Linked DNA regions of Gossypium hirsutum: region 1 is linked to region 2. A link is a contact called in public Hi-C data. All regions are on one chromosome and are shown on one strand. The core of a region is the stretch at or near the end of the contact, and the rest is flanking DNA. Distances in the headings are between cores, read along the strand shown.

Region 1 (5,026 bases), core at 984-3,483, 590 kb before region 2:
ACAAAAGTTGAGGGAGTTTCAAATTGGCCTACCCCCAAATCGATCAAAGAATTGAGGGGCTTCCTAGGCCTTTCGGGCTACTATAGAAGATTTATAAAAAACTATGGGGTCATGGCACAACCCTTAACCAACTTGCTTAAGAAAGACGCTGCCTGAAACTGGACCGAAAGTAAGCAAGTGGCCTTTGGATCACTAAAGCAAGTTGTATGCCAAGCACCAGTGTTGTCTCTTCCTAATTTTAATGAAGAGTTTTGCATCGATACTGATGCATGCGGTCAAGGGGTTGGGGCTGTGTTACACCAAAAAGGGAGACCCGTGGCATTCTTCAGCAAGGGACTAGGGTTAAAGCATCAAGCGCTTTCCATCTATGATAAGGAAATGCTTGCGATTCTCATGGCAGTCAAGAAATGGCACACGTACTTGGTTGGGATGAGGTTTCAAATTAGGACTGATCACCAATGTCTGAATTTTTTAGTAGATCGACAAGCTACTACCCCATTCCAGCAAAAATGGGTAGTCAAAATGCTGGGATATGACTACTACATCACGTATAGGAGGGGTGCATGAAAGTTGGTAGCTGATGCCCTATCCAGAAAATCTCAAGAATCAACGGGACAATTGTTACAATGTATAGGGAGCATTTCATGGTCAGAATTATGGGAAAAAGTGGTGAAATCTGTCTTAGTTGATTCCAAGCTGCAACAACTATGCATCGAGCTCCAAGACAACCCTCAGAGGCACCCGAATTACTCATGGGATGGTCAAATATTAAGAAGAAAAGGGAAGGCAGTCGTAGGGAATGATGAAAGCCTTAGGAGGGAGCTATTCGAAAGTTTTCATAGTAGCTCATTGGGACGTCACTCAGGAGCACATGCTACCAAGGTTAGAATGTCCGGATAGATATACTGGAAGGGTCTAGCTAAGGATATAATGAAATGGGTTAGGGAATGCCCTATTTTTCAACGGTGCAAGGCAGACTTGGCAGCCTCTCCTAGTCTCCTACAGCCCCTACCCATCCCCTCTCGTGCATGGCAAGCTATCAGCATGGATTTCATAGAAGGGTTACCTACTTCCCGCAACAAGAACACCATATTAGTGATAGTCGATAGACTCACAAAGTATGGGCATTTCGTACCCCTCTCACACCCTTTCATAGCCATCACTGTCGCCCAAGAATACTTGACACATGTTTATAAGCTACATGGTATTCTTGAGACAATCGTGTCGGATAAGGACAAAATATTTGTGAGCAATTTCTAGCAAGAACTCTTTAGAAGGTTGGGGTCTAAATGTGTTTATCGACAGCATATCATCCCCAAACGGATGGACAGACTGAGGTTCTGAACCGATGCCTAGAAGGCTATCTAAGATGCATGGCTGGTAAATGTCCTAAGGAGTGGGTACAATGGTTACCCTTAGCTGAATGGTGGTATAACAGTACACACCATTCAGCGATTCAAACCACTCCATATGAAGCTCTTTATGGCCAAGTCCCACCCCTACACTTACCGTATCTAGTTGGTTCTTCCAATGTAGCTATAGTAGATCGAAGCTTGCAAAATAGAGAAGCTATGAGGAGGCTTCATCACTTTCATTTGAAGAGAGCTCAAGAGAGAATGAGACAGGTTGCCAACAAGAAGAGGTCGGATAGGAGTTTTGAAATTAGAGATTGGGTATACCTTAGGTTGTAGCCATACCGAAAACACACACTCCGAAAGCTAAAGAATCACAAACTGTCACCTAAATAATTTGGACCCTTGCCTGTGGAAGCCAAAGTGGGTTCAGTTGCTTACAAACTAACTTTGCCACTGGGATCAGGAATTCACCCTACATTCACGTCTCTCAGCTCAAAAGGCACATCGGTAAGACACCACCTTCGCCTATGCTGCCTGTAGTAGGGACTGATGGTACCCTCGACAAAGAACCATCAAGAATCTTAGAAAGAAGAATGGTTAAGAAGGGCAATCATGCGGCAACAGAGGTGCTAGTTGAATGGTTCAACACCTACCCTGAAGACTCAACATGGGAGGATCTACAAGAGCTACAGAAGCGGTATCCTAATTTTGATCCTTGAGGACAAGGATCCTGTTCGAGAAGGGAGTAACTGATACCGACCAAAATGGAAGGCCACGGTTTCAACTCTGTTTATTTCACACTATTTTTAATTTCTAATTATCATGCGTCAAACGCTGCGTTTGTCTGTTTTATTTTCTTTAAACGGTGAGTTTTACCCTGTTTGTATTGACAACTGTCTGTCTGTTTGTGCTGCACTCTTTTAACCCCGTATGACAGACATGAGGGGTATTATGAAAAACTTAATTATTCTCCCTTCTTGGTTCTCTTGTCTCAACTGCTTTTATCTCTTCCTCTCCTACTTCTTTCTTCTTCATTTCTTGTTCTTCCAGTAACATTATCGACGGTAACATATTTGCGTTTTCCTATTTTAGTATCTACACTTTTTTTTTTCACTAAGAAAAACAAGTTTGATTAATCATTTTAAAAACAATTCTTGTAAAAAATATGTGAAAATTAAAAAACAACTGAAAGTTTTTTTATTACTTTCACTAAAAAAGATGAAAACAAGGGTATTTTTAACTTTAAATAAATTGATCCTATTTCAAACTCATAAAAATATTCTTTTTTAATAGCTTTTCAAATATTTAAATTTGGTATATGGTTTGAATCTATATTAATGTAGTTTTTTTTTAGTTCTTATGCTTCTATTATAGAAAATTAGGTACCAAACATGTTTTTATTATTGAAAACAAATTTTTATTTATATTTATTAAATATGTTTTTTAATTTTTAAAAAATAAAAAATGAAAAAAAAATTCCAGAAACCACGGTTTCAAGAAATTGATACCATTTTTGTTTTCGAATTCTTAGAAAAAGGAAAACAAATTAGGTTCAAAATTTGAAAAATGATTTTTAAAAATGAAAATATGTGAAAATTAAAAAATAATAAAAATTTGCTTTCATTATTTTCATTAAAAATATTTTATAAAATTAAAAAAAGTTGAAAACAAGCTTTAAATTTACTTAATGAATTCACTCTGTTTTAAATTTATTAGATTTAAACACAAATATATTATTTTTTAAACAATTTTTAAATATCAAAATCTCTTACATTGGTTCAAATCCATGTAAATATAATAATTTTTTATTATATTTCTCATGTTTCTATTATAAAAAATAGTATATCAAATATTTGTAATACCCTAGAATTTTTTTATAAGATATATGACATTATTTCGAGAATAAATTTAGTGAATTTTTGGGAAAATTGGGAATGAATAATTTTTATAAAATAAAAATTGATAATTGGATGTGGAAATCAATAAAAAGAACTATGGATGTGAGAATGGGTAAAACGGGACCAAGTTGTAAATTCTAAAAAGTTAGAGGATTAAAATGTAAATTTATCAAAAAGAGAAAAGATGAATTATTATTGATTATTTGGTTTGGAAATAATTTGGAATATGTATTGGAGTAATGAAAATCACTTTGGGACAAAATTAGAAAAATTTGAAAGTTCAAGAATTAAATTGTAAATTTTCTATTTTTGTTGAGAAAACCGTAAAAGTGAAATTTCCTCCATCCAAGGATTATCAATAAGAATCAAATATGATTTATAAGGATTGAGTTGATAATAATTCTAATAGCTCAAATTTCAACGATGTCAAAAATAGTGGTTCGAGACCACCAAATATGAAAAATGAACTCTTAGATTATATTATTTAATATTTATGAGCCAAATGTAGCTTTTAAAACATTTTTGAAATAGTAAATTGTGTTTTATAAAGATTTATTTGGTCAAAAAATTAAGAAAAAAAAGAATCGAGATCTCGGTATTATAAACCCAGCCATAAATATTTTTATAAATATTTACGGAGTGTCAATAAGGTAGTATTAAAATTTTGTTAGAAAATTTTGACGTTTGGGTGATTAATTAAATAAAAAGAACTAAATTGAAAAAGATGTAAAAGTTACTAGAAGGATTAAATAGCTCAATTATCAAATGAGGAAGGACCTAAAGTGAAAATAAGCCTAAAGGAGATACTTTGGGCCGCAAAAGCAAGAAAAATCAAGAAAATTGAGGAAATAAGGGTAAAATGGAAAAATAACAAAATTTACTAAATAAAAAGGGGACTAGAATGGAATATCTAGAATTTTCTTCATTTCTCTTCATTTTCAACAACTGAAAAACAGCCATGAAGAGGGTTCAAGCTGGTTTTCATACTCTAGCTTCATGTAAGTTTAATTCTTGCTTTCTCCTTGAAATTTTTAAGATTTTTGACTTTTACAATTGGGTCCAACTCACTATGTCATTAGTTTTTGATTCCATGGCTAATTTTTAAAGTTGCTATGGATGAGTGCTGGAAGTATATGATGAATAAATATAGAATTGAAGCTTTAATTTTGATGTATGATGATTTTATCAAGTAAAATTGATGGAAATTGATTTTAGGACCTAATTATGAAAGAGTTTGGAATTACGATCTAGTGCTAAAGTTCTGATTTTCAGGGGTTATGAAGTAGTTAAAATGATAGACTAAAGTATTAACTGAGAAAAATCAGCTCAACTGAGGGGTTAATTGAGCAAGGACTGAATTGTATGAATTGTGAAATTTGGGGTAAAATGGAAATCGACATTTTGCATTAAAACTATTTTGGACAGCAGCAGTAGTCTAACTTTGAAAAATCACCAAAAATTCTAGAAATCAAATTAGAGGATGAATAAAATATGAAATTAAAGATTATTGAGTCTAGTTTCTTATAGAAGAAATAATGTAAGCAATGGAATTGTAAATCATGAGATATAATAAATTTTATGAGATAAGGTCAGAATGATTTTGGGTTCCCCTATTTTAACTTTGGAAAATCATCAAAAATTTAAGAAAAATAATTAGAGACTTAAATTTATATGTTTAGAATTCTGAATGAGTATATTTTCAAGAGAAATAAACAAAAACATTATTCGAATCTTGTACGAGGAGATAATTAATTTTTAGTGAAGAAGGGTTGG
Region 2 (5,059 bases), core at 225-2,724:
ATAACAGAAATAAAAGCAATCTTGACAGTTAAAAGTCCAATTCTAACTATTTTTTGAAGCCAAGTCCAACATACCAGAGTTGCATTATTGGAATTATGAAGTACAACAAAAGTACGATTCCTTTCCTTCATTTTCCTAGCAGAAACTCTTTTTTATGCCCATAAATTACCCAGTGATAAGATTAATATCAGTACCCAAAGGCAAGATAGTCTCCCTGAAGGTAAGGTCACCCTCTTTACACTTCTTTCATTTCATCAAATTACTTGATATCTCCACTATCTATGAGATACTGAAATAAACATTGAAAGTGCATACTATAGCACTAACTAGGGCGCCCCTTGATTGCCTTATTCTTGCACACCCTAAAATGTGAATAACCACCACAAATTCGGGCATCAGTGCATTACCAAAGAACTGTAATCTATAGCAGGCATTCTATAAATAATAATAATAATAAAGACAGGGAAAAATCAAAAAAGAGGCCGGTTCCTGATAGAAGTTTGCAGGAAAAGAGAAAAGGTCAAGTTTTCTCGGTAAAGAAGACCTCCCATAACGAGCTTGGAGAAGGAGACAGAACAAAAACCAAGAACTTATTAACCCAACAAACAGAAAATATTTATTCAACAAGACTTATCCAACAATTCTTCAATAAATAGTTTGACCAAATAACTAAGCGGAACGAGCTGGAATTCAAATTATCATAGCAAACAAGCATAGAGGATCCCTCATTTGAAACAGTAATCGTAAATCCCAAAGCCTATCTATATTTACAACACTTCAAATCATATTAAAAGTTCCACAAATTTATGATTCTTTACTTGTATCATCTCATCAACTCTCTGTAGTAAAAAAATTACTTTTAAATAAATTTCAACTACATTATTTTTTTCTCCGAGCAGCACATTGGATCAAAACAATCATTTCTGAAGAAACAACAAAAACAGAATTTTAACCTTCTCAGTTTTCGTTTTCTTCTTTTTCCTTCTAACAATTTTCTTACTTTCCAAATCCAAATCTGCCTGTTCACGGCCACCACTGGTACCAGCTACATCAGATCCCCCGCGTGACGACGAAGCCAAACCCACCACAGAAACGACGCCTGGGTCATCGGAAACGCCGTGGCATCCTTCACTAAACCTCGTCGCTTTCACCAATAGTGCTTTCTCCACGATCTTCAAGCTTAGGTCTTCATTGGCTTCCTCGTCGTCACTAATGCTTAGTACCATCAATGGTTTCGAATCTAATGGTCCCGATTCGTTCTCTTCGATCTCAAATTTTGCTGATTTGGCCTTGCCCTTCTTCGCCATGAAGATCTTTTGTAGGGAATGCAATTTTCTTGATAATTAGGGTTTGCAGTTTTCTGCAACTGCAGGGAAATATCCTAAACGGTGCCACGAAAGCTAGGGTTTTTATTTTGTTTGACCTTTACTGTCATTGGATTTAGCGGTTGAAATTTGAAAAAGACAGTTGGGCCAGTTAGCCCCAAAAAATCCAGCATTTATGGGCTTTATATTTAAATTTTCTCCCAAACTGGTGTCATTAATTGCTTTATATTTAAATTTAGGCTTAACGACTCAGTTTGCTTTCCCACTTTAATATTTAAATTTTTTGTTTCAGATTGCTACTTACTTAAACTATTATTTCATTATTTGGTTGAATTCTTTTTAACAGCATTAATAAAACCAAGTACAATGTGATGTCCATCAAAATGTGCAAGTCGCACATCCAACCAGAATGTATTAGTTACAATTAATTTATTTAAAATAAAAGCATTAAAGGTAGGTTTGGATGAGTGATTCGGTGTGATGTGATGTGGTGCGTTTAACTTACTTTTTGTCTCACGCTACAATGTCGTTACAGTATCTAATCTCACTGCTACTGTTATTTTTACATTAACTGCAAGTAAACACACTGCTCATCAAAACACACTCTAAATTTAAATTTAAAAATTATATTATTAAATATTAACAAAATCTTTGACTTCGATAAACCATTACTTGCATTGACCACTGTTAATCGACATTGACCAGTCGTTGATTGTTGTTGAAAGTCTACATGGCTCTATTAGAATGTGTCACTTGCCCTTTATATTTAATTTTTTTCCCGAACTAATGTCATTAATTGCTTTAGATTTAATTTTAGGCTTAACGACGTCTTACTTTCTCATTTTAGTACCTAAATTTTTTGCTTCAGATCTATACTTAAACTATCATTCCATTATCTAGTTCAATTTTTCTAATAGCATTAAAAAAATTAGTTACCATTTGGTGTCAAGCAAAATGTGTCACATGACAATTAGTTTATTTAAAATAAAAACACTAAATTTAAATTAAAAAATTAAAAAATTATATTATTAAGTATTTAAATATTTAAATATTAAAAAAACTTTTGACTTTGATAAACCATTAACTTGCGTTGACTACTGTTAATTGACATTGACCATCTGTTAACTATCGTTGACAGTCTACATGACTCTATTAGAATGTGTCACGTGCCCTTTTTGTTTTTTAATATTACATATATAAAATAAATTTTTATTTTATTTTTAAAAATTATTAAAATATTATATTTTTAATATTATTAAAAAATATATTTAATTATTTATATTTAATCATATAATAATTATTAATATAATTTATTATTTTAATAAATTATTTAATATTTCAATTTTATGGGTTACTTAAACATACTAAATATATGTAATTACAAGTGATTGTATTCAAATCCAATTAATGAGTGGTTTTTCAAACACGTTCTAAAGAATAATGTTTGTTTCCAGTACCATTCGTTTTATTTTATTAATATAATTTTATAATTATTAAATTATTTTAAAATTAATTTTTAACACCAACCCAACGCTTTTTATTGTAGTTTAAATTACAATTGAATTTTAATTTACATATTAAATAAATAACTTTGGACCTAAATTGTGACTTTTGTTGGGTGTTTATCGTTTCTAGTAATAGATCTAAAAAAAATTAAATGAATAATATCATCTTGCCAACAAAATTTTATCTATTAAAATAAAAATTTTCACCCTAAAGTGTTAATATAATCATTTGGGTAAAATAATTTATGTAAAAAGTAATAAAATAAAAATGGTATTTCAGAAATCTTAATTTCCATTCTCTAACTTTTCCTTCAAATTGGGGTAAATAAAAATTAAGTAATTCAAGGGAAGCAAAAATACTCAACTCCCTTTACTTTTTCCTTACCTAAATAAAGGTTTAATGCTGAATTCAGCCCCAAACAGTGCATATTTTCTTACTTTAGTATCTAAATTTTTTTTATTGTTCTATTACTCAAATTGGCCCACAACATTATAAAAAAATTCAAACTGTTAGGTGGCATTATTAGAACACGCCACATCAGCCTTCTTTTTATTTTTAATATTATATATATTATATGGATTAAAAATGTAAAAGAAATCATATATAATATATAAATAATTTAAAAAGTTTAAAAATATTTTTTATAAAATTATAAAATATATAAATTTTAAAAAGTCAAAATAGTATATAAAAATAAAATAAAGTAATTTAAATTTTAGAAATTTGCAAAATAAAACTTAAATTTTCAAAAATGTATATTCTAGAAAAAATTTCATAAATTTAATTTTTTTTTCAAAAACTCTAAAAATAGACAAAGTTTAACTTTTTTTTTTAAGAAAAGAGAAATTGGAATTGTTTATCAATAAAAATTGAAAATTTTTAAAATATATATTTAAAAATTTTCAATAATTAAAAAATAAAAAAAAACATTATTTTTAGAAAATTTATATTTATGAAAAATATTTAAAAAATTCTGTCAACATGTTTAACAGTCGTCAATGGTCAATAAAGTCAAAGATTTTTTAATATTTAAATTTTTATTTTTTTATTTTTTAATTTAAACTTAATATTTTTATTTTATATAAACTTAATTATCACGTGACACATTCTGATTGGTTGGATGTGCCACATGACATATTCTAATTGACACCACATGTAAATTAGTTTATTTAATGCTGTTACAAAAAAATAAATTAAACTGGGTGACAGAACTATAATTTAAGTACCAATTTAAGATAAAAAAAATTTAAATACCAAAACAGAAAAAACAAGCAAATTGAGAATTAAGCGTTAAATAAAATATGTTATACAAACAAGGAAAATGGTATTACTTTCCCTTAATTCATGTTATTTCAGTGCAATATAAACATAGGATTAGGGTAAATTACACTTGACGAGTCAATCAAATTAGTCAATTTATTATTAAATTGATCAATTCAGTCATTGTACTCTTAAAAAAAGATCAAATAAGACCAAATTGGAATAGAGTAACATTTATTATTTAAAAATATCATTTACTATTTAACAAAGATAATATTTTTAAACTTTTTATAGTTCAATAAATAAAATTTTTTGTTGGGAATTAAACTGTAATTTAGAAAAAAAAATATAATTTTCAAGATATTTTTTATACAATAAATATTAACTATGCTACAATTGAACTTATTTGATTCTTTTTAATGGTATAAAAACTAAATTGATCCATTTAATAATAAAATGAATAATTGGATCCAGTCCCTATAATATAAGTACTTCCCAAATACTTTTTAACATAGGAGTGGTGATCCAAATCCATTGTCATGTAAGATTGTGCTTATTTAACTGAAATGATTTCTAAGAATTATATTGATTTTTATTTTGAAAAATTTGATATTTTTTAAGCATGTAGGCAATTTTGTGTAAAATATTTTTTGTTGTTTGATTTTTTTTACTTTAAATTAGTTTTTGAAAGTTTTTTCTTGAAACATAAATTATATTTTTAAATTATCTTATAATAACTATACTATATTGATAATAATCAGTGTATGAAAGTGAAAAGGGGCACATGAAACCTAAAAGAGATAAATGAAACTAAGCAAAATTTTTAAAAAATACTCATATTTATGGTATTAAAATATTTATATTTTATATCATAAAAAATTTATAACTAAATATTTATAAATCATAATCTATATACCTATAATTAAAATGCTAATATAAAATATTTTTAATACAATAGTAAGAATAAT

Evidence for each region. Hi-C and Micro-C count contacts between places; a contact is called where the count stands out from the background.
Region 1: a Hi-C map of leaf shows a contact between it and region 2, with 2.0 times the contacts expected there. The contact joins the enhancer-like site here to the promoter of LOC107894978 in region 2. A contact is called at or near these places in 2 of 34 Hi-C or Micro-C datasets (both in leaf).

The regions. Positions count from the first base shown.
Region 1 is chrA13:50,189,863-50,194,888 of Gossypium_hirsutum_v2.1, reverse strand. No RefSeq gene overlaps it. Among protein-coding and RNA genes, the nearest start is that of LOC121212761, 13 kb to the right of the region's middle. Within about 2 kb of position 2,233, at least 5 of the 9 cell types and tissues checked have an H3K27ac peak or open chromatin away from gene starts, as enhancers often do. A contact at or near this core is called in leaf, where this site is marked.
Region 2 is chrA13:49,595,082-49,600,140 of Gossypium_hirsutum_v2.1, reverse strand. It overlaps LOC107894978 (zinc finger CCHC domain-containing protein 7), which reads right to left and starts at 1,474. Exons shown (of 7, transcript XM_016820133.2): 1 at 954-1,474. The coding sequence starts at 1,307.